Linked DNA regions of Mus musculus: all the other regions are linked to region 2. Evidence: chromatin contacts called from public HiChIP or PLAC-seq and promoter capture Hi-C data. All regions are on one chromosome and are shown on one strand. Each heading gives the region's core, a stretch centred on a gene start, on an enhancer-like site or on the middle of the called end of the contact. The rest is flanking DNA. Distances are from core to core; before and after follow the strand shown. Region 1 holds the start of Prmt2 (protein arginine N-methyltransferase 2). Region 2 holds the start of Trappc10 (trafficking protein particle complex 10). Region 3 holds the start of Smarcb1 (SWI/SNF related, matrix associated, actin dependent regulator of chromatin, subfamily b, member 1). Region 4 holds the start of Gstt2 (glutathione S-transferase, theta 2). Region 5 holds the start of Upb1 (ureidopropionase, beta). Region 6 holds the start of Ggt1 (gamma-glutamyltransferase 1).

Evidence for each region. Promoter capture Hi-C pulls out the DNA fragments that hold promoters and counts their contacts. HiChIP or PLAC-seq counts read pairs in DNA pulled down with a chosen protein or histone mark.
Region 1: a contact with region 2 is called in an H3K4me3 HiChIP or PLAC-seq map of embryonic forebrain, with 5 times the contacts expected there. The contact joins the promoter of Prmt2 here to the promoter of Trappc10 in region 2. A contact is called at or near these places in 1 of 39 promoter capture datasets (pre-B cells) and 1 of 115 datasets of contacts at active chromatin or transcription factors (embryonic forebrain).
Region 3: a promoter capture Hi-C map of liver shows a contact between it and region 2, with 6 times the contacts expected there. The contact joins the promoter of Smarcb1 here to the promoter of Trappc10 in region 2. A contact is called at or near these places in 2 of 39 promoter capture datasets (both in liver), 1 of 115 datasets of contacts at active chromatin or transcription factors (astrocytes) and 2 of 9 other capture datasets (adipose tissue and liver).
Region 4: a contact with region 2 is called in a promoter capture Hi-C map of pre-B cells, with 4 times the contacts expected there. The contact joins the promoter of Gstt2 here to the promoter of Trappc10 in region 2. A contact is called at or near these places in 1 of 39 promoter capture datasets (pre-B cells) and 1 of 484 Hi-C or Micro-C datasets (B cells).
Region 5: a promoter capture Hi-C map of liver shows a contact between it and region 2, with 6 times the contacts expected there. The contact joins the promoter of Upb1 here to the promoter of Trappc10 in region 2. A contact is called at or near these places in 2 of 39 promoter capture datasets (both in liver).
Region 6: a promoter capture Hi-C map of liver shows a contact between it and region 2, with 5 times the contacts expected there. The contact joins the promoter of Ggt1 here to the promoter of Trappc10 in region 2. A contact is called at or near these places in 1 of 39 promoter capture datasets (liver) and 1 of 115 datasets of contacts at active chromatin or transcription factors (astrocytes).

Annotation. Positions count from the first base shown.
Region 1 is chr10:76,235,443-76,239,153 of GRCm38.p6, reverse strand. It overlaps Prmt2 (protein arginine N-methyltransferase 2), which reads left to right and starts at 1,289. Exons shown (of 11, transcript NM_133182.3): 1 at 1,289-1,404; 2 at 2,333-2,442. The coding sequence starts at 2,389.
Region 2 is chr10:78,242,982-78,246,358 of GRCm38.p6, reverse strand. It overlaps Trappc10 (trafficking protein particle complex 10), which reads left to right and starts at 1,714. Exons shown (of 23, transcript NM_001081055.2): 1 at 1,714-1,923. The coding sequence starts at 1,857.
Region 3 is chr10:75,920,051-75,923,354 of GRCm38.p6, reverse strand. It overlaps Smarcb1 (SWI/SNF related, matrix associated, actin dependent regulator of chromatin, subfamily b, member 1), which reads left to right and starts at 1,741. Exons shown (of 9, transcript NM_011418.2): 1 at 1,741-2,052. The coding sequence starts at 1,960. Mmp11 (matrix metallopeptidase 11) reads left to right here. Exons shown (of 8, transcript NM_008606.3): 8 at 1-133.
Region 4 is chr10:75,833,341-75,836,982 of GRCm38.p6, reverse strand. It overlaps Gstt2 (glutathione S-transferase, theta 2), which reads left to right and starts at 2,102. Exons shown (of 5, transcript NM_010361.2): 1 at 2,102-2,808; 2 at 3,244-3,331. The coding sequence starts at 2,697.
Region 5 is chr10:75,405,504-75,408,945 of GRCm38.p6, reverse strand. It overlaps Upb1 (ureidopropionase, beta), which reads right to left and starts at 2,035. Exons shown (of 10, transcript NM_133995.4): 1 at 1,787-2,035. The coding sequence starts at 1,890.
Region 6 is chr10:75,561,976-75,565,860 of GRCm38.p6, reverse strand. It overlaps Ggt1 (gamma-glutamyltransferase 1), which reads right to left and starts at 1,729. Exons shown (of 15, transcript NM_001379537.1): 1 at 1,603-1,729; 2 at 956-1,040.

The DNA.
Region 1 (3,711 bases), core at 40-2,539, 2.0 Mb after region 2:
CCTATGTTAGGTTAGCAAGGGTGGATCCTAGTGCCTGGAGCCTGAGCTTCGTGGCACCAGCAGGCTTTCAAGAATAGGTCTCAGGCCTGCCACACTGGGGGCTCTGAGGACAGTTTTTTCTGCCTTGGAAGATTGTGGGAAACTCTTTTCAACCTGTGGCATCCTGGCTCAGAGCTTCAGCCCTCTTCATCTGGTGGAAATGGAAAACTGGGCAGATTTAAAAAAAGGACCAGGTCCTCACACAGACAGACCCATCCCTTGGCTGCAGTTCATTGTGCGACTCCACTGAACCGATGGACTGAAGGCACAACAGGTGTGGTTTGCACAAGCCTTGCAAGCCCTGAGATGCCTCACAGCAGGTTTGGAATGATTGATTATGTTATGAGCTGTGGTGTTTCTACTGCACGAACCGAAGCATGATGGTTTAATTATAGAAAACAAAGAATTTTAATATTTCCCTATCATTCCTCAGCATGTATTAGAGTGTCTAGATTATATTGGACAAACGCATCCACCTAATTAGTATGCAAATCTGCTTTTGTCTCTAGTCAGTGGTAAAATTGTGTGTATGCCGAGTTTTACAATAAATTCTTTTCTGATTCACTTATCAGTAAATGTTTGATTCGTATGCCTATTTTAGATACCTAGAGTCGCTGAAAAACTTTCTGAGTAGGATGGGATTGCTAGTGGAGAAAGCTTAAGAAACCTTGCTTAGGGTCACCTGATGTCAGTGTCATTGCTCCTCCGCCCCCAACCCCTTCAGCACAGGATCTTCAGGACTTGGGGTCTCTGGTGTGTTTCGTGTCTCAGTAGCTATGTTGGTTCCACGATCAAAACTTAGTCCAAGATACTGTAGGGGGGTCCCATTCTGCAGAAGCTGATTCAGATCAAAACTAGGTTATTAAGCATTCGGAGAAGGGCATCAAACACACCGGCAGTCCCAGGTACACTCAGGACAGCGCTAGTACGCACTCCTGCTTCAGCCTGCCAATTGTTGCCTCGGTTCGAATCCGCTGGGGGCGCGGTCTACACCACCTGTGGCCTCCAACCCGGAGTCCAGTCTTCCCACAGATCTCCCGGTAAGTCGATCCTTACACTTTCTCACCTGCGTCTTGCAGCCTTAAGGCCCAATGCGACCGGCCGGAAGCAGGGACAGAAAATGCGCTTGCGCTGAGTGACAAGCTCTTAGAGAAAACCCCTGTCTCAAGACTATCTACAGCTACCAGCACCGAGTTTATACACACTGCGCTTGCGCAGGACACCCAGGCCTGGGCGGGGCGTGCTCTTCGGCCAGCTGGAGTGCTCCGCGCTTGCGCAGGTCCAGGGCGGCGGCTCAGGCTTCGGGTGGGCATCGTCTGTTCCTTTCTGGTATAGCCTAGAATTCAGCGGAGAAACGCGGCTGAGGTAGGTTTCTTAATGGACAGCTTAGACATCTGGATCGCAAGTGAGGCAGGGCAAGCTAGGCAAAAGGTCTTCCCTGTGCATGTCTCCAGCGCACTGAGGCCTCCGCCCCCTCTGGAGGCTTTAGAGTGCCCTCTCGAAGGTTCTATTCCAGCTACCCCCTCCCCTTTTCTCAGCACCGTCCGCCCTCTTCGCTCTCCTTTCGCTGCACCTCTCAATTCCCCCTGCGCACCTCCGCTGGCTCTTAGAGCCACGCCCTTCCAGGACCACGCCCACCTGCCTTCTGTATCCCGAGCCACATCCCCCATGCCTCTATATTCTTGGCCTCTATGGCCTCATCTGCTTGGCCTGGAGAACCCTCCAATTCATTGTCTTTCTTCCTCCGGGCACCCTCCCAGGCTTTTCACTGAAAATATAATTGTAAATAATTTGTGATTCTAATTATTACGAAGTAAGTATGAAGTCCAGATCTGGACGCACAACAGGCGTTTAAACAAAGAATCGATGTAATCTCAGAGCCAGTTAGGGTTACATTGCCCCTGGGGGTAAAAAAATAGAATTAAAGAACAGGAGGGTGTCGGGCATGGGGATTTCAGTTCTGCCTGTGGGTTAGGTCAAGTACTGGGCAAGGTGTTTTAATTTGAGTTTAAGCTATTAAGTGTTCCTAAAAAAAATGATACTGATTTATTCTAAGTAAAAAGAGGCTTCATAAATATCTCTTAAAAAAGGAGACTTCAGAGGAATAAATCTAGCATATTAAAGGAAGCACACAGCATTTGGATTTTTTAATTTAAAAAGCCCTCTAATGAATTGTGATGATAAAACGCCAATCCTGTTCCATTCTTAACACATACAGTAAACTGTAGCCGTGAAATGAGATTACTGACCAGGCAGTGTAACACTTTGTGCTTCTCTCTCTTCTTTCAAGTAGGCATGGGAGAGAAACTGAAGTAAAGCCCCAGTTATGAGACATGATCATATTGAACTATGGAGGCACCAGGAGAAGGTCCCTGCAGCGAGTCACAGGTCATCCCGGTTCTGGTACGTAAGAGCCACGTGTAATGATCATACAGAGGAACAGTACCAGCTTACAGGGGTGATGTCACTCTCCTTGTCTCTCAAGGTCCTGGCTCACAGGAGGATGCTTGAATTTAGAGAACGTTGAGGCAGGGGGATGGGTCTGGTCATTAGGTCCCATGCTGTGTATTGTCATGAACACTTCAGGGGACACTTCAGCATGCTTCAGATTCTTGTACTTGTTCTTAGATGGCCGTAGCATAGGACCAGGAAAATGCTTGGTACTCGAGAAGATCTGTCTTGGGTACGTATATTCAGTTTGATCCATGTTACCAGAGAAAAGATCTCCTTCAATCTTAAGGAATATTGATTATGTACAGTTAATGAAATGACTATTCAAATAAAAAGGTTTATTAAAAAAATCAAGATTTTCATGTCTGTGGTGTCAGCATCAGCCAGTTTTGTGTCCCTTTTAATGGTATGCCTTCCCTTGGGTTTTAATTTATTCAATTACTTAACTTATTGATATAGGGTCTTACTGTGCATCTATGGCTGGCCTGGAACTGCTATGTAGACATGACTGGTCTCAAATTCACAGAGATCAGCCTGCCTCTGGCTCCTGAACACTGGAATTAAAAGCCTCCGTGCCCAGTGACTGGGTATGTATGTACTGGGCATATTTATATGTAGGATTTATTTTTCATTTCATTCATCATTTTCCATCTTCAGCTGCAGAATGTTTTAATTCTACGAATGCCCAGTGTTTCTTTTGGGAAATGTAAATATTAAGACAACTATAAAATAATATTGTAGACACTGAGGATCTGTCATGCAGAGATGAAAACGTAATACACTGTCACAGTTTTCTCAAAACATGCGCGCACGCGCGCACGCACACACACACACACACACACACACACACACACAAGATTAACGTCATAATCTGTTCTCAAGTCCAGAACGGTTCCTTCCACTTTTAGAGGCTGCTTTGTGTCTGCTTGTGCACCGTCTGTACCTTTATGAACTTATAAGGGTCCCCAGGCCAGCCACAACTAAGCAGTCCAATCAAACAAAATGAAGGATCCCTGAACAAAAGTTTGAGTTTGCTGTGTGTGTGTTTTCTGAGGCTTGTGTTGGTGCTGTTGCGGTTTCTGCATCTATGGAGTGTTACCTGGGCAGTTTGGCTACTTACTGCTGGGTCTCCTGCATGTGCTCTGTCTGTGAGTGTACAGCAGTGTAGGGACGTAGGGATTGCCGTAGGGATGCTGTGGTCTCTAAACCACTATGCATCGG
Region 2 (3,377 bases), core at 465-2,964:
TTTCCCACCTCCAAAGCTAAGAATGGTATTTGAGGCCAACAGGAGAGAGTCCACCTTCTAGCTATAACAGCCTCTCTGACGTACTCACCAATGTATTTTAAATTGTCTTGATTTATGACTTTTTATGTTCTGCAACTATAAAGCTTCAAGTGCTTCCATGTGGGATCACGAAACCTGGGGTTACCCACTCAGGAGGCCTCAGAGGATTCCTCAAAATCCTTGTCCCCTGGGTGGCGGGCACTCAAATTTGGCTCCGAAGCACACCATCTCTTATTCCATTTGAGGTGAGAGCTTCGTTCTTTGTGCTGACATCTCACAAACGCTTAGCTGGATGGGGTGAAAAACCTTTGGCACGTCCACGGAGGCTTTGGACCCCTATTCTTGCTTTGCTGTGCTCTCTCTAGGCCAGTGGTTCTGAACCTTTCTAATGCTGTGACCCTCCTAAATAAAAAATAAATATTAAGTAAATAAAAATAAAATATTAAATAATGAATAAAAATTAAATAAATAAACTAAAAATTAAATAAATAAAAATAAAAATATTAGAGAAAAATATTAAATAAACAAAATAAATATATTAAAGAAGTAAAAATAAAATTATTACATAAATAAAAATAGTTTGTTACTACTTCATAAACTGTAATTTTGCTACTGTTATGGGTCATAATGTAAATATTTTTTTTGGAGCTAGAGGTTTGCCAAAAGGCTCGGGACCCACAGGTTGAGAACCCCTGTGCCTGGCAGTCTCCACCTGCTTCAACTGCCCTAATCAGTTGCCTGAAAGCCCAAACCAACATGCTCCCCAACAGTCAAGTCATGCTCAGACATTCCATTTGCACACTGAATCCCATTTGCAAAAGCTCCCATAGACCTGCTTTACTTGCGCCGAGTTCAGTTCAAAGCAATATTTGATTTTGCGACATTCACAATACCTAGCGGCTTCAAAGCAGTACCAGCTATAGGTGACCAGTACTGATGAAGGTGGGACATAGGGAGCATTCTGGGAGCCAAGGGAAAGAGTGCTGAAGGCTGACGCAGGTGGAAACGACCTATGTGGTGGTTCATACGAGTAAAACCACCTAATCAACCAATCAAACAAAAACCTCACAAAACCAGAAAGGACAGTGGGAAGCTGGCGTGCCAGCGGGTGCACATGGAGTTGTACGGGGTGGGTGGAACACTTTCGATCTTGCCTCGCTTTGAGTCAGCACACTTGGCAAGTCCGTGTTAACAGGCAAGCAGAGACTCAGCTTGGCACTGCACAGTTGAGCTCGCCCAGATGTAAAAACCGACCCAAGGCATCCTGCAGAAGCCGGAAAGGAGGAAGCTCCCTCGGAGATAACGGGAATTCCGCCAGACGTGACGTGGGGGCACACAGGGTAGAAGCGAGGATGAGGGTAAGGGAGCATCTGCAGGTGCGAAGCCGAGGAGAATCCAGTTTAGACAGGTCTGATGAGACCAAGCAAGGGTCACCAAGCTTGGGCATTGAGAAGGTGGGGTCAAGGAGCTCAGGCACGTGCGCCGCCCTCTGTCCTCTGCAGCTGCCTGAGAACCGAGGCAGAGGCGGCTCCCGCTATTGACAGCTACAGCGGCCCCGCCCTGCACCGCCGGGCGGCCCGGCACGCGGCCTTTTTCGTAGGAGGGCATTCGGCGGCGAGGCCCGCCCCTTTAAGTCGCGCGCCCCGGAAGTGGTCACGCGGCGGCGCCGGGGCCGGAAGTGGACGCGGCCGGCGGCGGCGGGCGGCCGGCTAGGAGCTGCCGGGGGCCGGCGGCGAGGAGGCGCGGGCTCAGCGGGCCCCGCGCTGCCTCGGGTGCCCATGGCGGGCGGGGGGCCGGGCCGGTGACGCCGGACGCCCATGGACGCCCCTGAGGAGCCACAGCCACCGGTGGTCTACACCATGGAGAACAAGCCCATCGTCACCTGTAAGTGCGGCGGGGCGGGCGGGCGGGGGGCGCGGCCGGGCTTGGCAGCTCCCATCTACGCGGACACAGCCGACCTCCGACCTTTCCGCGGGTGACCTCCGACCCGCTGTGCAGCCGACGCCAAGCTTTGGGTCCTGACCTGGGCGGTCTCCGGAGCAGCTCGTTCTGTACTGTCAGTGCTGCTAGGGATCGGGCCGGCCTTCCCCGTGGGTCGGCTCTCCTGCGCGCTGACCGCAGTCCGGTGGGCAGGCCCAGCTCTCCGCAGAGCGCAGGTGCTCTTCCTCTAGTGACTGTCAAGCCGGAGTGGCAGGTGGCCGGCCAGGCTTAGGAAGGAACCCAGCTCTGTCTGGTCCAATCATCCTGTGCTTATAGGCACTTTCCAGAGCTGCTCCACCAGCGAGTTCCCGCTCGGACATCCCCTTCCGCACTTGTTCCTTCTCCCACTGAATGCACACACACACACACACACACACACACACACACTCACACACAAAGATTGGTTTCTCTGCTACAGAAAAAGAAAACCCTCATTTTAAAGCATAATTTCAGAACGGAGTAGTTTTGCAAACTATGGACTCATGGGAAGTGTGGACGGGTTGGTTAACATTTTGACAGCTTTGCGGTGCTGTCTCTCAAAGGACAGGTGTGATACGTGGCTGTTGGCAGTTCAGTATGTGCTTGACCTTATGAATTTACTTTTTTCTAAACAGGAAGCATATTTGCAAAACCTGGTGCTAGGCCCCAGGGTTCCCAAGGTCTCCAGCACACCCTGCTCTGTTTTCTCCTTTGGGCCCTTGGATACATGGGCTCCTCCCAGTTCCTTCCTGTAACCGCATAGACATTTCATATTTAAAGACTTACATCTCTTTATTGCTAGATTAACTTTCTCAGGGATATGGATGTGTCTCCCATAAAGTTGGGAGACTTGCATAGTTCAGCAGTTAGTTGTGTGTGTTTTGTTTTTTTTTTTTTTTCTTCCCAGAATGCTTGGCAACTGAGAGGCTTGCCAAACCTCACCTGCAGGCAGGTGGACCGATGTGGCAGAGCTGGTCTGGAGGCTGCCCCGCCCTGCCCGGGTGCTCCTTGATCCCCTCAGGGAAGTTGCACCCTGTTCATGGTTGGATTCAATGTGTTCCAGGTCCTGAGAACTTTCCCCCAGTACTGTGCACAGTAGGAATTCTGGATGAGTACTTAGAACCCACAGGGACACCCACTTACTTGACTGCATCTCCCGACCCTTAGCTTTGAACATTGGCATCTTCATTGCCATAGACATTTTATCAGCATCCTGCTGAAGGTAAAGTTGCAAGCTCAGCGGCATCGGCTGTGGCTAAGGAGAAAGGGTTAATTACTCTGGTAGCTAGTACTTGGAAATGTGTGCTATTTAATGTCTTACCTTCCTGTGTGCAGGACAGCTGCAGGGTGCCTTCCTGTAGGCCTGTTGGAGTTTGGGT
Region 3 (3,304 bases), core at 492-2,991, 2.3 Mb after region 2:
TGGGGCCCTCTTCCTAGCACAGGTACCCTCTAAGCCATGTACATGTGTATACAGTGTATAAAGACTTTTTTAAAAAAACAAAAAACAAAACCCAAAAAAGCCAAGACTGTCATTAAACATGAGTGTTTTCTAAGCGCCTGTCTGTTTTTCTTTGCAATTTGCAGTCAAGATTTGGGAGTAAGGGTTAGAGCCTTTGTGCCCCAAGACTGTTTCCCTGGGGCTAGGACCCATATTTAGAGTCTCTCCTGTCCCATTCCTGAACAAATAGAGGTATACCCACAGTGGCTTTCTAACTGACTGGCTGTCTCAGCAAAAGCAGTATCATTTTATCAGATCATGCCTAACTACTGGGGGTGGGAGCTGAGGGAGGCATGGTCTCATTATACATCCCTGACTGTCCTGGGACCCACAGAGGTCTGCCTGCCTATGACTCTGGAGTTCTGGGATTAAAAGTGTGAGCCACCCCTGGCCCTTAACCCTCTGGTTCCCATGGCTGTGAGATCAGTGGGCAAACTCCTGGTTACCACAGCCTTTCCTAGTTCTTTAACATCTCCTTCATCATGACCCCAGTCACAATTGCAGTCTCATTAGACTGACCCTTATGAAGCTGGCCACTGTTTGTCCTGCTGCTTTCAGAGAAGTGTTTGTATTTTGCACATCCCACCATGCCCCCACCTCCCCTACACTAGGTTGTTAGTCCCTTTGCTCCCATACACAATGTCACTTTTACTTTAATGTTCTGTGGAATACATATTTTATGTATCTAAGGAAAATCTAGAAAGCACAAATGAGAGAAAACGTATTTGTCTTTCTGAGACTGGCCTGATTTGTTTAATATGATATCTTAGTTGCATCCATTTTCCTGAAAACAATGTAATTTCACTTTTGTGGCTGAAAAACAAAAAACACATGTACACACATTTCACACTCTTTTTTGTTTTCTGGGACAGAGTTGCTCAACATATCCCTGACTGTCTTGGAACTGAAGCTAAAAGCTTGCACCACCACACCCAGCCTAGACTACATTTTCTTCATCCATTCCTCTATTGTTGAATAGCTACCTAGGCTAGGCTATAACTTAAGCTCCTGTAATAGTGCTACAATAAACATTAAACATTTTGGAGTCACGGCTCTGTTCAACAGGGGGTGGACTGCTTGGACACGTTCCAGAAGCACTGTCTTCTCTCGGGGCTGTTATGCCCCAAGGCGGGCAGAGGCACAGACCAGGGCTGGGCTTGTGGGCACCAAGCTTGCAGAGGTAAGGAAGGAATGCAAGTGCCTCCTCCCGTTCATCTGGCACATCACCTAGATCTTTGAATAGTACCAACCTCCATCCAGTATTGTCATTCTTCCCATCCCTACTGCCTCGGGAACTGCTGTTGGCCTGGAGTGGATAGCTAGCTATTCCTAACGCACTTTCGGGTGGAAAACCTGAGGCGCTAGCGTGGGGTCGCCATGCCCACCCAGCTTCCCTCGGGCTTCCAGATAGAGCGGTCCTTCTCCTCGCTTAACGTCTCATTTTTTTCCTTCATCCCGGGGCGGAGTGCCAGCTCTGGCTATGCGACTAGGAAAGCTACCGCCTGAGTCAGGGCCTCAGTGGCTATTTCGGTCGCTGAGAGGTTTTCCTCCTTACCCGCCCAGGGAGGAAGCCTAGGAAGCAAAAAAGAACTCGGGTCCCTTTAAGGGCTTGCGGGAACGCGCTCGGCCTTGAGTCGCGCAGGCTGCGGCGCGCACGTTAGCGTCAGCTTCTCCACGCATGCGCACCGAGGGCGGCCTGCTCGTTGCAGAGACGGCCAAGGAGCCCAGTAGTGACACGAGCGCTCGCCCGGTTCGCCCGGCTTGCCCTGCCCGACCTTCACCTCCAGGCCTCCGTTCCTTTCGGTCCGACGCGCCTCGGCCCCGCCCTAGCCCACCGGATTCTTTCCAGCTCGACCCCGGCTGCCGGTTTCCCCCGCCGCCATGATGATGATGGCGTTGAGCAAGACCTTCGGGCAGAAGCCCGTCAAGTTTCAGCTGGAGGACGACGGGGAGTTCTACATGATCGGCTCCGAGGTAGCCCGCGGCGCGTTCTCGGCTTCCCGGGCAGCGGCTGGCCGGCTCGAGTCCCGGGGCGGGCTAGTGCTCCCCGAGAGCGCGCCTCCATTCATCGCGGAGGCGGGCGCGTGCTCGCAGCTGGGGCGTGGCCTGGTGGGCGTGGCCGGTCCCGCCTGGACCGTCCTGGGTTTTCTTTACCCACTTAACGTTGTTCAGACCCTAAGCATCTGTCCTAGCTTAGAGCGTCGAGCCGGTACACTCTAGGCAGATGGGGAAAGGATGTTCGGGAAGCCCCTGGGCGCTTGGAAGTGGAGGTGCAACACTGCCCTTGAACCCTTTGGCAGCTCTCGTGCACCCCACTGCCCCGGTCTCGAAATCTCTACTTGTAAGCCCGAAGCTTAGGAAAGCCTCTTCCCCTTTGTGTTGTTGCTTGCGAGGTGGACTGCAGAGAGCTTTTATGATGTTTAGAAAGTGATTGGACATGTTTGCTTTTGAGTGGATTGAGGCCCTGAGGTCGGAAGCACTAACGTTTTGGAGATCAGTGAACTAATTTTGAGTTTTTATAGGGGATAAATCTGAAGGGTCGCTAACCCAGAACCCAGAGCTAGAAGAGACAGCTTCTGTGCAGTCAGGTGGACAGGGTTCCTTAGGATCGCACCTGTGCGCCAGCCACTACCCTTTTCACAGGGGTCGCATATCAAAGATCCTGCATATTAGGTATTTACATTATGATTCGTAACTGTAGCAAAAATTAGAGTTATGAAGTAGCAACGAAAAAAGTTTATGGTGGAGGGGGTCATTACAACATGAGAAACTGTATTAAAGGGTCACAGCATTAGGAAGGTTGAGAACCACAACCTTAGAAAATCCCTTCAATTAACCCTAGAGACCAGCCAAATCTTTGTGTTTTTTTGTTTTTTTTGTTTTTCTTTTCTTTTTCTTCTTCGAGACAGTTTCTCTGTGTAGCCCTGGCTGTCCTGGAACTCACTCTGTAGACCAGGCTGGCAGAAATGTGCCTGCCTCTGCCTCCTGAGTGCTGGGATTAAAGGCGTGTGCCACCACTGCTCAGCTGAAATTTCTTTCTTTCTACCTTTTTTTTTTTTTTTTTTTTTTTTGGTGCAGATTGTCTATCTCAAACTAACTTCATTCCATCTAAGGGCAACCCCCAACCAGTTTATGTCTCTCCTCCCCTCCTCTCTTTCTTTCTTCCTTCCTTTTCTTTTCTTTTCTTTTCTTTTCGATTTATTTATTTATTTATTTATTTTATGTC
Region 4 (3,642 bases), core at 853-3,352, 2.4 Mb after region 2:
TCTCTAGAAATGGCTGTACAAACTATACTGGAGCAATGGCAATATCTATGGACATGTTAATGTTGAAGGGAGAAAGTCTCCAGGTCCCAACCCTAGACAAAGAACTATTGGCCACTAATAGAGAAGAATTAGCCTCTCATAGGAATGAACTCCTTAGTTGGTTGTCCAATGCAGAACTGTCAGCCTTGAGTTTATATGTACAAACAAAAAAATAGAGCTAGCAGGTTTATATAATCTGTGCACATACACACATATGTATGTAACAATAATAATTTAAAAGATGAGAAGAGCTAAGAAAACCTAGCCAGAGGCCAGGATGGTGGTACACACCTTTAATTCCAGGATTGAAGCAAGAGGATCTCTGTGAGTTCAGAGTTAGCCTGTTCTACATAGTTAGTTCCCTGACAGCCAGCCTATATAGACAGACCCTGTCTCAATGAATAACAACAAAATTTCCTCAAACAAATTAGCTGTTTCCACAGAATGAGGTCAACACGTTTGAAGACTAACTATTCTCTGGCAGTCAGCCATTCCAACTTTTATTCCCACCACTTCAGTAACCACCGTTCGGTGTGATTTGTGAACCTTGGCTTCTCTTCAGTTTTTTTGTTTGTTTTGTGGTGTGGAGGGTTGAATCCAGGGCTAGGTTCACTGATGCTAAACAAATGCTGTGTCATGAAACCAGGTTCTAGCTACTGATTTTCTTTGTCCTGTTTGTCAGATAGGCTCCCCCTAGGTGGCCCAGGGTATAAACTGCCAAACCCCACTGCCATGAGCAACATACTTCCTGTAGCAAGCAAGGTGCCACAACCTAAAAGCTACATAACCCACACAAAACAGACCACCAGCTGGGGTCTGTTCATACACTAGGTTCAAACGCAGGAAACTATGGGCTGTGGGGAGGTGGGGCGGGGGCGGGCATTTCTCATTCAAACTACCACTCACTCTGGCTTTAGGTATCTGACAATCAAGATGAAAACTATTACCAGTCAAAAAGGGAGGGTAGCAAAAAAAAAAAAAAAAAAAAAGGGGTATTTTTGTCAAGATTCAAGGAAGCCCTTTTTTTGGGGGGGGGGAGGGGTTAAGAAGCCGGAAGAGAGGATGAGATGGAAGAGGGGAGTGAGGCAGCCAAACCAGTTCCTTGCCAGTGTGGGAGGGGACTCTCCGGAGAGTAGCGAAGCAGGTACCTGAGTCTGCAGGGTGAAAGCCGGGGGGGGGGGGGGGGGGGTGTTTCGGGGCGGGATTCAGGGGTCCATCCATTCAAGAGCCATATCTGATCCCGTGAGAGAGGATGTCTGACCTAGGGGAAGCACGTGAAATAAACAAGGCCAGGAGACTTCTAGGGGCCAATCACATCAGAGGGCTTGGGTGGGTACAGTCATCTTGGATCACATGCTCTCCCTACCGAATTTGCACGAGCAGAGCCACGTGCGGTGCAGGGCTGCAGAAGAAGCTCCTCTGGGGACAGCTTTGTGTTTTTCAGAATCCTTTTCCTCAAAAAACAACACCAGCTTATTTAGGTAAAAGGGCAATTTGGCTTCAGACGGTTCTGGCGGTGGGAGGGGCGAGGGGAGGGGCCACTTGAGAGAGCTCGGTTTGAGCCTACTGGCTACCACAGCTCCTAGCTATCAACTCACAGGGTAAGACTGGTTCTATGGCAAATGCCTGTAGTCCTAAGCACTTGGAAAATGAAGTCGAATTTGAGGCCAACCTGGACTATATGAGTCCCTGTTTCAAACAAAACAAAACAAAACAAAACAAAAAATAGCCAACCAAATGAATCAAACAAACATAAATTCCCTGGAAAGCCAGGCAGGATAGGTCTCACCTGGGAGTCCCAGACATTCAGGAAACTAAGACAGGAGAATCAATGGAGCAGAAGGGTTTGAGGCCAGCCTGTGCTATAGCAAGACCCCTACCCCTCAATGTCAAAAAAAAAAAAAAAAAAAAAAAAAAAAGAAAGAAAGAAAGAAAGAAAAAAGAAAAAAAGAAAAACGCCCAGGGAAACATTCTGGTGCCCGATATGGCCCACGGGCTATAGCTACTCTAAAAGATTCAGATAAAGCCAGTGATAATGGGCACCTCTTTTCCCCATCGGAAGATGCTACCGTGGAGAGTGTTGGAGGCGGGCGAGAGAGGTGGTCCTGTGACTCCTTCAAGCTTTGCTGCCCAGCCTCACAGATCTGGGGAGGTCCAGTGTTCTTAGACGACCTGTTTTGCACGGGGCAGCTGGACCAACCACAGTTCTTCCTTAAGGCAAAGTTTCTAGCAGCCTGCAACAAGCTTCACCCGTTAAAGAAGGATCAGCGATCAGCCTCTAAGATCCCCTCCTGCAGTAACTGAGAGCTAGGAGCTGAGCGGTCTAGTTCCCCGCAAACGACTACGTCCACAGAACTCTGAGTTGGGTCCACGAAAGCCCAGCTAGGCCATTTCCGCGTCCGGGTGAGACTAAGGTCCTGGGCTGGATTCCTGGCTCCACGGTCCGCTGGAGCAAATCGCATAAGTCAGTCTGAGTGCGCGCGCACCTCAGCCCTGCTTTTGGTATAAAGTCCTCCAAAGCGTCTCCCTCCCCAAGATCAGCAGGTGTCAGCTATCCAGAGGAGGAAATCGTTTGGCTTGGCCAACTGAGGCTGTGCTGGACCCCAGCTTGCTGTTATCGAACGCAGTCGGCACACCATCTTGTGTCGCTACCGGCAATGGGCTTGGAGCTCTACCTGGACCTGCTGTCACAACCCAGCCGCGCTGTCTACATCTTCGCCAAGAAGAATGGCATCCCCTTCCAGACGCGTACCGTGGATATACTCAAAGGTTGGCACATTTACCCCTAGACCATGTCAGTCCTTCACATTCTGCCTGGGTACAATCTCCCCATCATCTGACCCCCCCCACCCCCAGCGCCGTCCACCAAGGAATGCTCTGCTCTCTTTGGAGTGGTCTTAGTCAGTTCAGAGCCCTCTTTAAACGTAACTTCCGCTCTGACAAGAGAGACTTTTTGTCCTGGGACGTGGGGAGAAAAATGAAAGATTCCTACAGTTTCTGCTTTGAAGGCACGCAGTGTTTAGATTCACAAAATTCCGGAGACTTTGCAGGGAAGAGACACATAGCTGAGCCACCTCTGTGCCTCTGGTTCCCGGCCCATCCGGATTTTGGCCGTTTCGACCTTGCTCTGGTTGCAAAGAGAAAGGGGAAAATAGGAATACTGCTTGAGTCCTTGCACGCATTTTCTGGCTTCTTCCTTCCCAGGGCAGCACATGAGCGAGCAATTCTCCCAGGTGAACTGCTTAAACAAAGTTCCTGTACTCAAAGACGGAAGCTTCGTGTTGACCGAAAGGTGCAGCTGTAAATATACCCAGAGCCCTCACTACCTCCTCCGGCTCCCTTTGGCCGCCCCACTTCCGTTGGAGTGGGGTGCGGGGCGGGGCCCTGGCCGACTCCGACCCTAGGCTGTGAGGGGGCCTGGCTAGAGCAGACTCTGTGGGAAGGGGTCCTGGAAGACTAGAGGGCTGATCCAGCATGTCCCTTGCTTCTGTCCTGTTTCATCTGCTGGACTCCCCCCCTCCCCCTCCAGGCCTCCCTATCCTGATTGAGGGGTATTGGAAGGCGACAAGGGGACGATTGTCAAGGGTTAGGGAAAAAAAAATG
Region 5 (3,442 bases), core at 786-3,285, 2.8 Mb after region 2:
TCCTATCTTCAGGTGGAAATTCTATTCACAGCCAAAACTCACCCAGTTGTAAGAACTAAGCATGCATGAAGGTTCACACCTTAAGAGATAGAACGTGAAAATTTCATCAGGGAACAGAACCTAAGAGAAGAATGGGAAATGGGCAAAGGAACTTGTTCAGGTATTGGAAGCCAAAGCCCAGGGTTAGGACCTGGCAGTTCCAGGTTAGCATAGGTTAGTCCCAGGTTAGCACAGGTTAGCCCCAGTTAGCATTGTGCCCTCCATTACAATTCTGCCCTGCTTTGTGATTCTCCAAATGCTGATATAAACCCTCTTACTCGGTAATCTCTGACCTGGCCTCAGTCCTACCTCGAATGTGTACCAGTCATTTCTATGGGAAATATTTCTTTCTTCATAATAACCCTTGATTTTACCTCAGACACCAACAAAATCTTTCAGGATAACGTGCTCACTTTACCCTTAAAACAGAATAATTAGCATTCCTAGAATTTGGGCTAAGATGCTCCTTGCTTTGTTTTTTTGTTTTTGTTTTGATCTTCTTTGGAAGCCTCGATTCTAACACTACTCATCTAACTAATGTATTGCTGCTGTTGTTTGGGGGGTTTTGCATGGGGTTGTGGAAACCCAGGCCTCCGGCATGCCCAGCAGGCCAGTGAGCTACATCCCCCATCCTCATGGCTGGCTGATCTTGTAAGTACGGTGGAAAGTGAGAGCATTTTAGGGTCATCTAGCCTCTCACAGATTATGGAGACAGTTTCGTGTGTGTGTGTGTGTGTGTGTGTGTGTGTGTGTGTGCGTGTGCGTGGGGGGTGGGGGAGCTAACAAAATGCCAATGAAGTTCTTCTACCACCCACTTGCTGCGGTAGATTTAGTGGATCGGGCCTCCCTGTAGGAACCCTAAGGTTGCCAGGAACCAGTGATTTCATCAATTATCTTTGGCTGATCAAGGTTCTAATGCAGGGTCACCGGCATGCAGTCCAGAGAGCAAACAAGCTACATTGGACAAGGCCTGAGCAGGCCAATATAAGCAAGAGTTGGACAGAGGTTTAGCAAGGTCAGAGTTCACATTCTGTTCTAACAGCCTAGAAAACCCATTATAGCGTTTGTGCAAAGGACAAGGAAACAGTCCATTTGAAGACAACTTTCTGATTGCTCCAGAAAAATAGATTGAAACTGAAGACCAAGAGGGAGGGGTATTTTTTTCCTCCAGCTCTGTTATACCTGTTATACCAGATGCCCAACTCTAATAAAAACAAAAGGAATAAAAAAAAATCTGGTGAGCTTGCCCAGAGTGGGAAAACTTGAGTTATCAATTCTCTTGTCTGGAAAGTTAGTTTGGTCCAGTATTCCTCTATCTCCAAGCTGCTAGGAAGGATGGTTCACGAGACCCTCACTGCAGGTATTGGACAGCCCCCCCCCCCCCACCAGGTAGCTGCGGTCTGAGGCAAAGCTAGTAGCTTAGGGAGGGGAGGAAAGTTGGAGTGGCCCTGGAGATAGCTTTAAGAGACACATTCATTTTCGGTCCTATTTTGTTCCACACAAGGTGGGCGATGGCGGGGGCGGGGCTGGGGAAGCAAGGAGTCTGGGGCAATGAAAGTATGGTTTGTAAGAGTCACCTCCCTAAAGATTCTCATCTCTCACGACATGTGGCCTTTGCAAGTGAACTACAGGGTTCCTCATCACTGCCCCCACTGAGCCAGTCGCATCCGAGAAACCCTCCCCTTGCTCCTCCAGCCCACAGATGGGTGACTCCAAAAGCCCCAAACTCAGCATCTGGGTTTCTGACCTAGTCTGCTTGCCGTAGAGAATTCGCTTCACCTGGGCCAAATCGTCAGGCGGCAGATGTTTTTCCAGGCACTGCTCCAGGGACTGCCACTCCGGTCCCGCCATGGCCAGAAGCTGGTTGCAGGGACTGATGTCCCACACGAATGGCCTGCCCTCGGCCTGGAGTATGGGGAGAAGGAGGCAGCAGCCTGGCAGGTCTCCAGAGGCACGGGATTTGGTGCTCTGTGAGGAGGGTTCACATGCTGGCAACACCCTCCTCACGCCTCTATGGAGGGCAGCCAATACATGCTCAGGACATTCCTGGCAGACCTTTTCTATTGGCGCTCTCTCTGGTGACCAGGTTGGATCAGTGCAGGTCGCCCCTGGAGGCTTTCCCTAACACAGGCGCCTCCTTCTTCCTCCTTCTTCCTTAGATCTTTGATGGGCTGAAGTAACTTTACCTAGGTTTGGGTCAGCAGAACAGGGCAGCCAGCCACGCCGGCCCACTACTACACGGGGCTGCTGATGGGCACAAGAAGCAATACTTTGGCATCTGAGTATTTCAGGGGCCAGTCCAGAGTCCTGGCACTATGATAATACCAGGCCTTTGGTTTCCTTTGAGCCACAAATCACATGAGTCAGAAGCAAGTTTGGTTTCCCTGGAATCAGTACTGCAGAATATGGGATCCCGAGCAGGTTACTCTCTGTACTCTGATGCCGCTTTGGGATCTCTGCCGTTTGTGGTATGCATGCCCACATGTGCGCTTTGCCAGCTGCAGAGTGGAGAAAGACCCTCTTGCTGTTCCCTGTAACTTACAGAGGCCATATACTTGGGAGCTGGGGTGGCAGGGAAGCACTCCCAGACCCTGATTTACTCCTGTGACCTGGGGAGCTATCCTGCTACTCGGGTCATCTGCTGCTTTATCTGTGGAATTGGAATGCGGTGACCACTTGCCGCAGTTTAGTTCAGTGGTAGAGCATCGCCACCTTGCTAGAAGGTGTGGCTGAAGATATTTATATCACCGCTTTGATGTTCTCTGACAGCTTCTAGTGTCTTCCTTTTCTAGAAGCTGAGAGATTTGTGTGGGAGACTTCACAAAGCATAACAAAAAGACAGTAGAGACAAAGACATAGAGACAGTTGGCACTCTGAGTGTAGATCCCGCCGCTGCATATTCAACCAAACTTGATTAAAAAGTTTCCTCCAAGTTGTGCCCGTTTTGTAAGGATTTTCTCCTTCCCCACATTAGTCCCTAAATAATACAATGTGTCAGTTGCTTATATAGCACTTACACTGGATTAAGCTTACCTTTAGTTGGGGTTACTATTGCTGTGGTAAAGCACCATGACCAAAAGCAACCCAGAGAGGAAAGGGTTTATTTTGCCCCCGGTTCTATATAACAGTTCTTCATCAAAAGCCATGAGGGCAGGAACCTGCAGACAGAAGCTGATGCAGAGGCCATGGAGGAGTGCTGCTTACTGGCTTGCTCCCTATGGCTTGCTCAGTCTCTTACAGAACCCATGACTACCAGCCCAGCGGTGGCCCCACCTACAGTGGGCTTGGCCCTCCCCCATCAACCTTTAATTAAGAAAATGTCCGTCCCATAGACTTCCCTATAGCCCCTTCTTACGGAGGCATTTTCTTAACTGAGGTTTCCTCCTCACAGATGACCTTAGCT
Region 6 (3,885 bases), core at 480-2,979, 2.7 Mb after region 2:
AGGAACACATTTAGGGGGTGGCTTGGGGAATTACTCCAGCTCCCCTGCAGAGAAGTGGGTTCACAGTGGTCCCCAAGGCACTTCCTGTTTCAAAGGGCTTATCTTCCCGCACTCCATCTTAGAAAACCCGGTCCTAGTAAAGCCAGACTTGAGCTGTCAGTACCGGAAACCAAATGCTGGAGGGTTGCAGCTTAGTGGGTTGGGGAGGGGTTCAGCCAACCACTTCCTGAAACTCTCTTCGTACAGTCCAACCACACCCCATGGTAGTACTGACTTACCTGAATGTCAGGAAGCTCTGGGCAGGGCTTGAACCCCCAGTGGGTAAGGTTCACAGCTGAGGTCGATAGTCTAAACCTCAGAAGTCAGTTCAAGTAATTGAGATGGGTGGGTCCTTCCCTCCCCACACTCCGGTTCTCTTGGGACAGGATCTCCCTCCCCACCCTGAAAGCCAGCAACCCTGAGACTCCCCTGGTAAACTGGTGGGATGAAACTGACTTCAAATCCAAAGTCACAACAGCTTAATGAACGTGAGGATCACAGATTCTCAACCTTCCCTCTGATTTTCCAACACCCTAGAAAAGTCCACCCTTGGGGGGAGTTCTTCATCTCTAAAAGCAGCTGGCAAGTTCTCCCCTAGCGTCGAGCCCCAGCTTGTGACTCCTTCGGCTCATTTTGGATGGGTCTGGTCTCAGACCCTTCTAATCATCCCAGGCCACAGATCACAGATGCAGGGGACACCCATGCCCTGTGACTACCTGCATAGAGTGCCTGACCACACATAGACCACAATGACCAGACAGAAGAATCCGTAAATGGGCCACTGTTACCCAACGGTGTTGAGGAAGTACTCTCTGAATGACCACACCACAGCAAGGTCAGATTTTCTGCCTTCTGCCCCCCCCCCCCGCAAGCCTGGCTTTTTGGTGCTGCCCGTTCACCCCATCCCAGTACTCGCCTTTGGTGTGAGTGGAGCCTGTACTTAGCCAAGCGCGTGGGCCTCCGGGATGGTCAGCTTGTTAATTCCTGGGAGCATTCAGCATCTGGTGAGTGAAGTCCAACTCCAGAATTCATCAGCAGAATAACAGAAATGTGCACCCCATAGCTCCCGGTTTCATGCCTGACCTCCCTGAGAGCTGGGGACCTGGGAAACCTTCCCTTTCTGGCCTTGGTTTCCTCTCCAGAGAGGATCAAGGGAGCTTGAGGACTGGATGAAACAGACAGACTTCAGAAGGCTCCAGAGCTCTTCAAAGCCTCAGTGTTAGCCTGGCTCTGACTCCCAGCTCTGCAGTCACTTCTGCCCCCCTTCCTGCCCGCCCCCCTTCTCAGGTGGCATTTATTGTATCACCTGGTAATTATCTGTGCTGTCTGGCATCTCTAGGGGGGGCTGGGAGGGAAGCCCTGTCTTACCCATGTCCTGGTCTCCTCACTCCCGCCCCTACCATCACATGCCACAGTCTGCAGGAAAGCCAACTAACTCACTTGTGTCTCACAGCCTCCTGGACCACAAGGCAAGCAAGCACACCTGTCCACCCACAACCTCCCTGCGACTTAATTGGTACCTAAACCGCCCAACAATTTCCCTACACTCCGTCCTCAGCTTACCCAGAGCTCCCTTCCTCTTTACATCTTCCATGCTGAGCTATATCACATTGCACATAGAGTCCAAGTCTGAGCCACCCGCTGTGTCAGATGCCCAAGGTCAACAAGTCCTAACCTGAGCTAAGCAACTACCTTCCACAAACCTCTACCAGCCACAGAAGCCAGAGTCCAGCCCTTCAGAAGCCACCCCCTGCCTCTTCACTGGTCCCTTCCAATTGGTGTTATCTGTGACCTCCTCCAAGCCACACCTAGTACCCTCCCCCACCACTCCTATCACCTGGTGACGCTTGCTCACCAGTGGTTTGCAAGGCTGCTGTTACCTTAATGGAACATTTTCCTCTCCCGCTGGAAAACCCTTCAAAGGCCCCCATTTGCCCTGCAGAGAAATTCTTGCCTTGCTGGTGCCTGCCCCTGCCCTTTCTCTGCCCTCAATGCTCCTGCCAGGACATTTTACAGGCTAAAGTCGTCTTCCTTCAGACTCCGCTAACTTATGACACCTCCCAAAATCTTTCTTGGCTCCCAATTCTGAGGAAGTCTAGGCTGCATGCACAGTGCCCAGTCCTGAATGGATCGATGCTGAGGAGTGAATGGTTAGGCTCACTGTAAAGTAAGAAAGAGGGGCTAGGTGTGGCCCAAAGGTAGAACGATCGCCAAGCATGCCAAAGATCCTGGACTCAAATATCAGCACTGATAGGAGAAGAAAAATGTCACAGAAGATTAATCACGTTAAAGAATAAAGGCGCACTTATGCAACACTATGCTATGCCAGTCTCTAATCCTATAATGCCATCGCCATTTTACAGACAAGGAAACCGAGGGTTTCAGAGGCTTCTGTGGTGTCTTGTTTTTTTTTCCCCCTTCCACCAAGTTCATGCCCACTAGGGAGAGCTCAGAGTGTGACCTTATTTAGAAACAGAGTCTTCACAAGGTAATTAGTTCGGATGAGATCATACTGGATTAGGGTAGGCCCTAAATACAGTAATTAGTGGTCTTACAAGATGGCCGGTTGGGTAGTCGCACAGGGAAGACAGCCATGTGGAGTAGGAAGCTGAGGTCAGCGCGACACAAGTACAAGCCAAACAGCCTCAAGGATTGCCAGGAAGCTCAGAAGGAGGGGAGGCAAGGAAGGATATGGCCCCATAGTCCTGGGGGCAGTGGGGGAGAGGTGGGGAGCACGGCTCTGCTTACATTAGATTTCAGGCTCCCAATAACCGGGACTTGCTGTTTTAAGCCATTGAACTTGGGGCGCCAGGTTGAAACCATCACAGGACCCTACTTTGTCTATGGCTACACACTCGGCCAAGAGCAACACAGGGAACGGAAAGCCTCTTGCCGCCTTTCCTTCTGGGGAAACTCCGTCTGCAGGCAGAAGACCCATTCCTGACAGAGTAAGCTCAGGGAAATGGTCTCCACGGAGGATCTATCTGCCTCCTTCCTCCCAGAGAAGGTTTCAAAACCATTCGGTGGCTGGGCGTGGCAGGTCAAATCTACTTTGGAAGTAGATAGAGGAAGATCAGGAGTTCAAGGTCATTACCAGCTAAGTAACTGAAACCAGCCTAGGCTATGTGAGACTATCCCAAACAAACAAACAAACAAACAAACAAGGAACAACAAACAACAGAGACTGAGTCCTAGTCACGATTACCAGGAAGCTGGAGATGACCTGATTACAGATGACCTGGCCGAATTAACAGCCTTGAGTTGGTTTGAGTTTGGGCTTTCTGACTGTGTGAAAGAGACCAATGGTGGAGCTGGTTCAGTTCCATACCCTTCTGTATGTAGCCTTCCACCATACTTGCCAGGCACTCATATCTTGGCTTCCTCTCCACGCCTGATGGGTTACCTCACGAGTAGTGAAGGTCTCAGAACAACTGAGCTATAACTGCTGCCCATAACTTATCCACAAACAGTTCCCACGTGGGGCCTTATATGTCCCCACCAAGACCTGAAGTCTGAGGACATCCTCCCTCTCATACTCCCTGCCTCCCATGTATATAGTATTCTGCTTACATGCATGCAGAAGAGGGCATCAGATCCCAATACAGAGGGTTATGAGCCACCATGTGGTTGCTGGGGATTGAACTCGGGACCTCAGGAAGAATAATCAGTGCTCTTAACCACTGAGCCATCTCTCTAGTTCCCTGCCTCCCATTTTTTTATACCCCCATGGGTTTAGCTAAGGGTGACAAGGCTGCCATGAGGAACCCAGGTCAACCCTCTATGCCCAACATCATCCCCAGAGATTGAGAAGACAGCATCAGATCTCTGCCTCACTGTGGGATTGCC